2 separate regions of the Sus scrofa genome follow, and region 2 is linked to region 1. The links are chromatin contacts, called in public HiChIP or PLAC-seq maps. All regions are on one chromosome and are shown on one strand. Each heading gives the region's core, a stretch centred on a gene start, on an enhancer-like site or on the middle of the called end of the contact. The rest is flanking DNA. Distances are from core to core; before and after follow the strand shown.

Region 1 (5,828 bases), core at 1,496-3,995:
CAAATAGAATATCTGATTGGAAACTTTTTATAAAAAAGTGCAAAGCACTGTACATTCATAAAGGGTATGATTAACCAATTTCATCAACTCTAAACCATCAACTGTAAGATGTACCATTAACAACTTAGAATGAAGAACTGCTCAACTATGACACATTTGTGACTTTAAGACAATCCAATTTCGGTGATATTAAAATGTGAAAAAGTATGCTTTTTTATTAAACTCAACTTATTTGTCTCAATAAAATACAGAAGCCTGCCATAAATTTTTCATATTTGCCAAGGGCACCTAATAGATATTCAGTAACATATGTGGAATAAATGATCAAATATCCACCGATAATACTCTTAGGCCAGATTATTGCCTCTCTCATTGGAATAGGTGGCAGAAGTCTTCCCAATGCCAGTTCCTCCCCTCTCGCTCATGTCCTGGCCTGCTCAAAAGCTTCAAATGATAACTTTAAGCCATTATCCATGCCTGGCATAAGGACCTTCAAAATGAAGCCTCCTCCCCCACCTGGAACAGACTGTCCCCTGGAACATACCACTCCAAGAAGGGTCCAACCAGTCCCAGCCATAGTAACCAGCTCAACAGCTCAGTTTCTCCTCCCTCTGCCAATCCTCCAAGCAGCACTAGAACTGCCTACTGTTTATAAGCAGCATGACCTTGGGGGGGCTGCCAGACACAAAGGCCCCAGGCCTGCACCCCTATCATTCAGACAGCTAACTCCAACTACTTGTCACCCATCTAGAGTCTACATTCTTGACTGTAAAGGCCTGGGGTTGGGGTTGGGGAACTGCCTTGTAAAGATTTAATATGATACACATTATTCCTTTTAACTGACCCTGGTGCAGGTAGGGACCTTGAAAGGAAGAAGGCTGGTCATGGGGTAGAAGGAACCCTCCAGGGAGTTCTGGCCTTCCATAGTCTACCATTATTTACTGCAGGCTTTAGAAGGAGCACCCACCTTCGCTGAACCTTTTTTTTTGTTTCCCTACCCCTAAGAGCTGGGAGGGTGAAGATGTGGGGAAGGGAGGATGTTAGTTGCTTTCCCTCCTACCACTTAAAAGCTTTCTTAAAATGCACTTGTGCTGGAGGAGGTAGGCCACTAAGTCACTAACACTTTAGTGAGAATGAGTTTTATTGGAAAGCAAGCAATTTAGAAAAGGGTGAGGAAATGAAAAGAGAGAGGGGATGGATACAAAGTTAAGTGACTCTGGTACAAGTAAAGAAGCTCAAATAACGAACCTACATTTTTTGCGTGTAGTGTTGAGGGCCAGATGGCTTTGGATCCCTGGGAAGGAAAGGGAAGCCGGAGAGATCTTTCAGCACCTCTAGCACCCCAAAGTCACAAAGACACCCCTCCGTTCAAGAACTGAGGCACAATTCCACTGATTATTTCATCTCATGTACCCCCACCCCCGGCCGTCCAACCTCATGCCCCTGCCTCCTTGCACAGTAACATTTACAGCTTCATCTCCACTCTCCACATTTTATTTAGTCTTCTCTGCTCTGCAGTTCTCTCTTGCAAATGGCCTCTGCCCTTGTCCCTGACTGGCTTCAGAAAACCCTCCACCCTTCAAAAGCCTCTGACCCCTCCTTAGGAACCAGAAAAGCAAATCCTTTATCCAGAGCCCCTTCAAACTTTATTCGTGCCTTTTCTCCAGCACTTAGCATCGTCTACCTTGGGTCAGGCTTGGCTCCTCAGCTGAGCGCTCCACTGAGGTCAGAGTCTGGGCCCTAAATGCCTCTAGGACCCTACAACCCAGTACAGCGCCCGCACCAGTGTGTGCCGAAGGAAGAAATGCTTGAAAAAAAAGACCTAGGAGTTGGGAGCCATCTATTTTAATTATGGCCCGGCTTCTAATAAGTGACTTTGGGGGAGGCTCTCCTTCTCTCTGGGTCTCAGTTGCCTCAACAGGAAAATGGGGGAACTCGAAGCCTGTACTCTTAGGCCCCTTCCACTGTGACAACTGTGATTCCGCGAAAGCTCTAAGCGGCTGGGTGTGGCCCCGCCCCCTGGGAGCCCTGAAAAGCCCGGGCAGGGGGCGCCCAGGGAAGGGCTCCAACCCCGCCCAACCCCGGGCCAACGCTTCCCGAAAAACTCGGGGTCCCCCTCCCCCACGCATGCACCCCGTGATCGCGCCGCGGCCAGCACTTCCGCACGGCGGGCCCTGCGGCCCGGGCCGGACGCGCGCTCGGCGCCCTGCGGCCCGCGCTCCTGCCACCCCGGAGGCGCTCGCGCCCGGGGAGGGCTGGGGGTTCCCGAGGCGCCCGCGGGCGGAGGGTGGGGGGGAAGGAAGGAGGATTTGCAGCAATACCTCGGGGAGGAGGAGACCGGGGCAGCGGCGGCGGCAGCGGCGGCTGGAGGCGGAGGCAGCGGCGAAGGAGGAGGTGCCCGGGCACTCCCCCTCCTATTGTCCCCAGCCCCGGCCAGGCCCGGCCCCGAGCCCCGCACCGCGCCCCGCGCCGCGCCGCCAGCCCTTACCTTACAGCGCCCGGCTCTCCCCCGCTTCCTAAAGCTACTTATCCCGGGAAAGCTCGCGCGGGGCCCGGGAGCGAACCCACAGACAAAAAGTGAAACTTCGGCAGGGCTGGAGCGGCTGCTGGTTGGTGCCTTTCCCCCTCCTTCCTCCCCACCGTCCCCACCCCCTCCCCTCGGTCTCCCGTGCGGTGCCCTGAGAGCTGGAGGCTGACGTCAGGGGCCTGAATTCCTGACTTTGCCTGCACGCATTTGTCCATGTAAGGTATGGGAAGGCGGGTGCCCGCGGGGCCGCCGCGCCGCGCTCGCCGCCGGGGGAGGGGGCGCCCTCCGCGAGCCATGGCCTTGCTCCAAGGTGGGTGCACCCGAGGGCCGTTGATTTCCTGGGAGGGAGAGAAGACGCGGGGAGCTTGCAAAGGAGGAAGGAAAGAGGGAGATGTGGAGGCTTTGCCTGCACTGGAGGAAGAGGAAGGAAACGAAGAAGGAGGACACTGCCGGGGTGAGGGGCTATTGAAGAAATGGGGGAAAGCGCGTCCACTGTTTAGGGCGCCAGATTGGCGGGGTGAGGGGGGGCGGTAAGCCTGAGCAAACCAGATCCAGCCTTTGAATCCCCTTCGGAGACTTGCTCTTGAGCCCCGCCCCGAATTCCCAGCCAGGCTCAAAAGTACTGGATGTCAGAGCACCAACATCAACTTCCAACCCGTCCACTACACACATGGGGAAACCGAAGCCCTCAGAAGAGAAGTGACTTGTGCAAGGTCATGTACTCCACAGATCCAGGCATGAGACCCGGATGCTCATCTTTCCAGCCCTGTTCCCGTCACCCTGGCTCCCTGCTTCCTGCAGAGCAGTGAACCAAATGTCTTCGGGCTACAAGGACCACCCTAGACAGAGATTCCGAACTTGCCTGGGCCGCGATGAAGTCAGTTCCTAGAAGGCTCTGACTGCCAGTGAGCGTTGAATAGCCATACCAATTAGTTGCTTCAAGGCAACTTCCTCTGTCTCTTGCTTAAATAAATGAACCCCAGGAGTTTAACATTTACTTCACAGCCCTGACTGGAAACCCAGAAAGCTTACTGGGTGCTTCCAGCTTCAAAAAAGTTTGCAAACTGGGTGAACTGGTTTGAATAAAGGCAGACCTGATACTGGAAGTTTGGGGTTGGATATTTTTCCTCAGACATTTAAATGTGAGCAACCAGGAGAGCCACCATTTATTATGTTAAAAGGTTAGGAAAGGGGCAGCAGCCATTGCCTGGAAGGCACTCTAAGGCTGGGGACTTTGTTTCCTTGTATTTCTATCCTACTGATGTCTAATCATTCCTCACCTCAGCACGTGATAAAGCACTTTTTTCTCACTGGCATATTATGTTTTTTTGTTAGGACAAATTGTAGTCCCTTGTTTCCATTTAAGGAAAAAATCGGGTAAAGAGGCTTGCCCAACACAAAATAAGCAACAGAACGAAACACCTGAACCCACCTTCCCCCATCCAGGTCCCCTGACTAATCCCATGATTTTTCCACTCAACAAGGAGGCCCTGATCTTCTAATTCCTATTAATAAATAGTGAGAGTACCCAGTGAGTTACTAATTCATGAAACCTAGAAAACTTGCTTTTGGGGGTATTTGGTGGGATTTTTTTTTTTTTTAACCAAGAATTAAAAAATGCAGAAACATTTTTGCTCCTGCCTTTTATCAAGCATCTTTTTTGTGCAAAGTTTTTGAATTCACACATTCCTGGGTATGATAGGGATGGAATAGGATAATGGCACGTGTGGTTGTGGGGGTCCCAGTGGGGGACCATGGATGGAGGGGGGTGCCTGGGGAGATTTGGGAAATTACTGTGGGTTGGCGATTGATCAATGGGGAGGGCCATCAGAATGACTAGTGGAGGCAGGAGATAAGCCTCAGGTCTTTGAGTGTGGGATGGGGCGAGGCCTGCATTCAGGTTCAGACCTAGGGCAGGAGTTTAAGGACCACCCTTCTGATTTGAATAAGCTCCGGGACAGTCCTAGTTTGACCTTACAGAGTCAATACTCTCTTACCAGCTACTGAGGAGGAGCTACTACTCTAGAAAGAGGAAGAGGCAGTCTTTTCCCACCCCCATTTCCCTTGGATTATTAAAATGTAGCCCACCTAATCTTCAGGGCAGAGCCTCCTTCCCTGCCTGCTAGCATCTCTCACAAGCACTTTTTCTTAATGAATCTAAGTCTTTCCTATCAGTTTGTCTCTCATTGAATTCCTTCTACGCTGAGGCACAAAGAACTTGAACCACAGTAAGTCACCAGGTGAGTGATTCTAACTTAAAAACCATGAATTTGATAGGGATAGAGTAGACACAGGTAGTTGTAGAAGTCCCAACAAAGGACCACATTTATAGAGAGAAACTTAGGGGACGTTGGGAGATCACTGTGAGTTAATAAATTGCTCAAGAAAACCATCAGCACAAGGCAGGCTTGCTTCATTAGTGGAGCCTTGAGAATTGCCTCATGTTGTTGGGTGGGGGATGGGATGAGGCCTGCATTCATAGACCAAGGGCTAGAGTTTGAGGACCACCCTTCCATGGATTTTACACACTTTAGGGATACTAAGGAGGAGCCAGTATTCCCAGAAAGGAAGAGGCGGGCTTTTCCAATCCCCACTCCCCTTGGATAATAAAACTGTGGCCCAGTGGATCCTGGGGGCAGAGCCTCCTTGCCTGCCCTCCTGCATCTCTCACAAGTGTCCTATCTTAATAAATCTATTTCTTGCCTATCACTTTGTCTCTTGCTGAATTCCTTCTGCATGGAGACATGAAGAACCTGTATCTCAGTGAGTCCAGACGCAGGGTAGTGATTCTAATTTCAAACCTTGGGTTTAAGTCCCAATCTGGGTTTAGGCTGGGTTCGAGTCCTGACACATGGGTTCAAGCCCCAAACTATATTCTGGCTAGGTTCAGCCCATTACTGCTGTCAGGTTCAGGTTCAGGAACGTGGGTTCAGTTCCCAGTCTGGGTTTTGGCTGGGTTCAAATCCCATTCTAGGTTCTTGGCTAAGTTCAGGTCATAAGTGTTGTCAGTTTCAGGTCCAAATTATTTTCTTGTTCTCAAATTTTCATTTACTCATAAAAAAATAGGAAAATAGTAGCAGAGATATAAGATTAAGGTACCTATTCCAGGCAATAATGAAATATTTTTTCTCTTTGCAAACTAATACAATTTGAAATAGAAAGTATTAGCTCTTAAAGAGATTTTGTTCTGGGGCTTTAAAAAGATCAGATTCTATTACAACACTGTCCACTTACAATATCCTCAGTGTTTCAGCAAACCCATGTTCTGAGTGCTATTTTTTAACATGAAAAAATCCTAATA
Region 2 (6,068 bases), core at 1,028-3,527, 180 kb before region 1:
CTCATTTGGGCTAGGATGCAAACTATTAATCACACAGACAATAATATTTTTGTATTATATAGCACAGTGGTATTCCACTTATCCTCCCAACAGTCCTGCCACTAGGGTGTGATTTCCATTTTACAGACAACGAAACTGAGATCCAAAGAAATCAAGATACTGCATCCAAGGTCCGGCAGCTAACAGTGCTGGATTCCCAATCCAGCTATATTTACCTGGGAAGTATGAGCATGAGCGAACAGATGACAGAAAATTTAATTAGCTGTTACTGTAGGATGCTGGTATGAAGTCTGGTCCTTGTTCTGCCTGCCCATCTGAAGGTGTTGCCCCTGACAATCTCCAAGGCCTCTTCCATGTCTCACACCAGCGGTCAGTCCCAGGGCTCCCACATAGACTCACGGTGGGTCACCAGGCCTTGAGATGAGCTTCACACATGTGGCAGTCATTACATCTTGGCACGATCCAAATTCTAACTGCTCACATCTGCATCTGTGCTGATCTGTGCACAGCCAGGAGTCTATCTCTAGTAAAAATCCCCCGCATAATAGGGAGAAAACAACAAATGGATTTCCCAAAGCATTGAGATTCCAATTCAGTTGATAACCTGCAGTATGATCAGGGCTCTATGACCCTATCACTCTGTCTCCTCCTCCTCTCACTTATAAAAATGGAGAAACTGAGAATACTAACCTGATACAAGTTTGAAAGAATGGGAAAAATATGAGTTATTTATAAGGCAGTTTATACAACTGCCCAACTTTCTTATTCTGCCTGAAGGTACCAGCAGAGTACTTAATTAATGAATTTTCATGTAAATGTTTCAGGACATATGATCTTGTTCATCTCTGAACTCCCATTGCTCACATTCAGAGTATTCTTCAGGGGGCCTCTGTCCAATTCCTACCAGAAACTTCTACAGTTTTTAGAATTGTTTCACTGTCCCTATTCATAGTCTGTGTTATCTCTGGAGGTATTCACACATCTTGAAGCAGATGTGCATTTGAATCCAGACTTTGCTATTTTATTTGCTGTATGACATTAGACAAATTACACAAACTCTCTGAGCTCAGGGTCCACATAAGAAAGGTGGGAAAAAATAATTTTCTACTTTATGAGATTAATGAAATGAAGTATTAAAATGGATAGCACTTAGCAGATTTTGGATTAAAACAACACCTGAGTGAGTGAATGTGTGTGAGTGAGTGAATGAATAAAATAAGTAGAATAAGAATTTCAATATTAAGACATCACTCAACAACTTGAAATGTAATAAATGTCCAGAGTCATGCTCATAAATGAGTCTGACACTCAGAGCAAAACAATAGGTGAATTGTGGGAGAAATCCAACAGCAAAGGAAATGTATGTTACCCAAATGTCATCACAGACTTCCCACACTGAAAAATATCTTTTGCTTAATCTAGAACCTATATATGATCTTCAGAAGGTTTACAGACCTCCTGAAATTATAGACAACATTCTATGCAGACATGTATTTTCTATTTCATAGATTCATCTGCATTTCCAAATATTCCATAATCCTTTCCCCTACCGCTAAACACACACACAGAGAGACAAATTAATAACTACTGCCTTAGGCAAGTCCCTTGACAGAAAGGGATCTTCCAACTCAGAGAGAAAGAAGTTTATTTAATAAAACAAGGCTAAAAGACACAAGCATGCAGCTTAGAAAGAGACAGTGGAAGTTTTCATGATGAGCACTCCAAACCAGACAAAGAATTTCAGATTCAGCTTGGCTGCAAACTTGCTATGGGACCTTAGAAAAATCAGAGACTCATGAAAATCAGAGTTGGGGAAACTCAGACATCATCTATTTCACTCGCTTCCGCCTCCTCCCCCTCCCATATTACAGATGGAGAAACTGAGGTTCAGAGGAAAGTCATGCTTTCACCAAAGTCACAGCAAATTAAGTAGAGCCAGGATTGAACCACAGACTCAGTAATATAATTGCCACACTCTACATGCCAGGATTATGAGGTATAAGATAAGTGTTAAGACCCAGTGGCCTCAAAGTTATCTTCTAACTATTAGATAATTACTACTCTCTTCTCTGGAAATCTCATGAAAACATTAGTTTGATTTTGGCAAAGATCATCCCAGCTGATTGTCAGTCCCAGCCCAGTCCCACGAGAACAAGGCAGAGAGAAGGTCTGAAAGAATGAAAGATGCTGCTGTTAATCTTGGGTAGCACAGTGACTGTGAACTGCAGGCCTTGAACTAGATTTCACCATGTTGGCTATTACTCTCCTGTCCCCTGTGTATTAATCCTGCATCTGTCTTCTCTTTATTAATGTTCCCAACTATGCGTAGTACATAGCCAGCTAGGAACTCATACTCAGCTTCCTATAATTCACTGGATCAGAAAAGGGCAGGAAGACACAGTGGTGAGGTCAGGGGCAAGTAATCTCTTACAGGAAGAACTACAGGGAAATCCACAGCCTCCTAATAAACACAGAGAAGACAAGCAGCCAGAATCCTCTATACCATGCCTCATGGAAAAAACAGAGAGGCTTGGCATCCATTTATGTTTCAAGGGCAGCTCACATCCCTGTGTTGACAATGGGATTGGTTTTGCCTGAAAATGGCGTCCCTTTAAAATCAGGAAGAGAAAGCACACTTCACATAGAGATTTCTCTCCTAAAACAGAGATATAACTATGGAGTCAGAAGAAAGAATTCTAGCCCAGATCTTCTAGCCCACTAATACATTAGACAAATCAGATTCTCTCCTTGACCCAAAATCTCCATCTCTGTAATGAAAGAATTTGGCTAGAGTGGTTCTTAAAGTCCCCTCTGCCTTTAACATTCTGATCTCTCCTTAAGGTCACTGACTGCAACCCTGGAAAAGTCAAACAACAAACAGAAGAGGAACCTCTCTATGCTACCAGAGTCTGTGAAACTGAGACCCAGATTATAGAGCAGAGAAACACGGAAGAACAGATGTTTTTTCTTTTCTACCAGAAACTGAATGGGAACCAAAAAAATGCATAAATGGCCAATCATACTGTATGTATAGTTCAAATCACTACCTGCCCTTCTGGTATGTACAAAAGTCAAATGCTGAAAAGAACAACTATTTTCACATACTGCATTCTCCTATGACATTGGAAAAGCGGCAGTAGGAGAAAGGATTGGCCAAGGGAAAAACATTGTAAAAAATAGGACATTTGACTAGAAGAAATGCCATACTGACCAGTCCAACTTTATCTGTTGTTAGATACTGAAAAGGACCCCAGAGAAGGGAAAGTGACTTGTCCAAGGCCCAGAGCTAGCAGTAGAATTAGATTCTCATGAATTTGGGTTCATAGAACATAACCCATAATGCATTGCTTCACTCCTGCAAACAATGAGATTCTATCCAGATGACTAAGAAAATAATTTTACTTATAACTACTGTCTCTACCTCCACCTCAAAAAAAAAAAAAAAAAAAATCACTGATTTATTTGTGTTAAGACAGATTAGGGCTGTTTCTATTAAATTATAATAAACAATGCACTCTAGCAATATAGACAAGTCCATGAGAATTAATTGGGCATTATTCATCCCTGCTAATGAATCACCTTGTAGAAAATAAGGAAAATCAATGTTCTACCAGAGGCCAGAAACCTGTTCTTGCTCAAGTACAGATATTCCCTGTTAAAGAACATCGGGTATCAGCTCTAAATAGTAAACAGGGTATACAGTTTCAGATTCCATGAAGTACAGCTTTAAATAGACTTGGTTTGGAAATTGGACAGGGAACACACCACAGTCAGTGGATCAACGTTGAAAGCCGAGAAAAACAATGATTACACTCATTAAGTGGGTACCTGTTGACACGTCTACTGTCAAGTCTAATTATTTATTTAAACAGTTATTCTGTCTTCATTACTGCCACCGATACCAATTCTTACCACAAGATTATTTTAAATTTCTGTAGCATGTCTCCATAATATTTACTTCTCTACTTTCCAAAGGCTATTTGAGAAGTTTTATCCTATTTTCCACACCAAAACCTCTTCCAAAACAAAAAAAAGTAGATAGACAGACAGATAGATATGATAGATAGATAGATGACAGATGGATGATAGACAGAAAAATAAATATTAAATCCCTCTGTCTCAAGAGCAATTTTTCATGATCTTTCAAGACATGATTAAAATTTTCTTGGTAATTTCAAAATGGGTTTTAGTGAAGAAGGGGGGCATAGTTAACCACTTCTCAAAACTTATTTTATTAATATTTAACAATTGGCATTGGAGGAAACAATGTAATAACTACAGTTTCTTAATGAACAAATAGGTCTCTGCCTCATAGAGCTATCAAAATCTATGGTGTGTCTATAGTACACTTTTCTGATATGTTTACCCATGAAAATACATGAAATACATAGGAAAGGATTTTTTGCAGGGGCATTTTGTGGACTACAGATGGACAAAAAGACAGGTAGGAGCTATTCCTGTATTTTTGGCTACCATCTTTTTTAAATAAGATGGTATTTTTGTAGAAATGAGAATAAAATCAAACAACACAAGTGGCTGCATTGTTTGATTTACTCATAGAGGAGTTTCATGGTCCATACGTCTCCTCACTGGCCTTGTTTGCACATGACCTGTCCTTATTCTATGTGTATGGTGAATATCAGCTTTGAAAACCATATTAATGTAAAACTAAAATTTCCACTCAATTCTAAATTTCTAACTCATACAAATATGGGGTAGTACCAACAGACTTCAATTCTTTCAAAGGTCTGTGTAAATAAAATCATGATTAAGATCATGGAAATACACAGCAAAAGGTAAACAAAATATTCAGCAGAACAAATGTTTACAGTACTTTAAATGCTGATAACAAATCTTCCACAAATTTGCTATTCTACAGGGCTTGCAGTTAGGAACAGCACATTGACTACCCCACCTCTTCTAAAACTTCTAGAAGAGTATACGGACCACAGCAGAGCTAGCTGTGAAATACAGCTATCAGCTGTTTATCTGCAGGAGAAAACTCATATTTTACAAATTTTACAACCATTATGCTTCTTGTTTTTCTTTTCTTTCTTTTTTTTTAATTTTTTAAAATTTATTTTTACTAGTATCTGTTTTCTTAGCAAACTTAAGAAGAGTGAATTCTTCTGCCAAAGGGCTACCTACTTTACACTGGTTCCCCAGGAGAGTGACATGCAGATACTATGGGTCCTAGGTCTCAAAGGGCTCTAACTCATTTTCTGTATCCTTGAGATTTGTTGTTCTTGTAGCCTTAAATTATTTGAAGTGTTTTGGGCAGATGAGAGACAGTGACAGACCCAACTAGTAAAGTGTGGCCCCTTCAGAGCCAGGTAACACTGGCAGCATAGTGCAGCTATGTACTCAATTAAGGGCCAGGAAACTGGAGATAAAGCCCTCCTGCTACATACTAACTGAGGAAACAAGAAGGCAACAGACAAGAATATCCTAGGTATGGCATACTAGAGACATTAAATACTTCCACGTTGCCCAGACTTTTGTGCTTTTGGTAGGAAACCTTAAAAAGCTAGGAAATGAAGGGGAAATTAAATCAAGTAGACATAAGGGGTGTGGGGTGGGGGGAGTCCCTGTTGTGGCTCAGTGGAAACAAAACCAACTAGTATCCATGAGGAGGCAGGTTGGATGCCTGTCCCCACTCAGTGGGTTAGGGATCTGGCACGGCCATGAGCTATGGTATAGGTTGCAAACATGGCTCAGACCTCAGGTGGCTAGCTGCAGCTCCAATTCACCCATAGCCTGGGAACTTCCATATACCACAGGTATGACCCTTAAAAAAAGAAGAAGAAGGGAGTTCCCGTCGTGGCGCAGTGGTTAACGAATCCGACTAGGAACCATGAGGTTGCGGGTTCGGTCCTGCCCTTGCTCAGTGGGTTAACGATCTGGCGTTGCCGTGAGCTGTGGTATAGGTTGCAGACGCGGCTCGGATCCTGAGTTGCTGTGGCTTTGGCGTAGGCCGGTGGCTACAGCTCCGATTCAACCCCTAGCCTGGGAACCTCCATATGCCGCGGGAGCGGCCCAAGAAATAGCAACAACAACAACAACAAAAC

The links. HiChIP or PLAC-seq counts read pairs in DNA pulled down with a chosen protein or histone mark.
Region 2: a contact with region 1 is called in an H3K27ac HiChIP or PLAC-seq map of skeletal muscle. The contact joins the enhancer-like site here to the promoter of LPP in region 1. A contact is called at or near these places in 1 of 5 promoter capture datasets (liver), 4 of 47 Hi-C or Micro-C datasets (embryonic fibroblasts, liver, skeletal muscle and 1 more) and 2 of 2 datasets of contacts at active chromatin or transcription factors (alveolar macrophages and skeletal muscle).

The regions. Positions count from the first base shown.
Region 1 is chr13:125,779,290-125,785,117 of Sscrofa11.1, reverse strand. LPP (lipoma-preferred partner) reads right to left here and starts at 2,745. Exons shown (of 11, transcript XM_021071250.1): 1 at 2,489-2,745. LOC106508360 reads left to right here. Exons shown (of 3, transcript XM_021069821.1): 2 at 1,991-2,609; 3 at 3,139-5,828. The coding sequence ends at 3,336.
Region 2 is chr13:125,959,535-125,965,602 of Sscrofa11.1, reverse strand. The region is part of intron 2 of LPP (lipoma-preferred partner); the gene reads right to left. Among named protein-coding and RNA genes, the nearest start is that of LPP, 180 kb to the right of the region's middle. Within about 2 kb of position 2,277, at least 8 of the 83 cell types and tissues checked have an H3K27ac peak or open chromatin away from gene starts, as enhancers often do. A contact at or near this core is called in skeletal muscle, where this site is marked.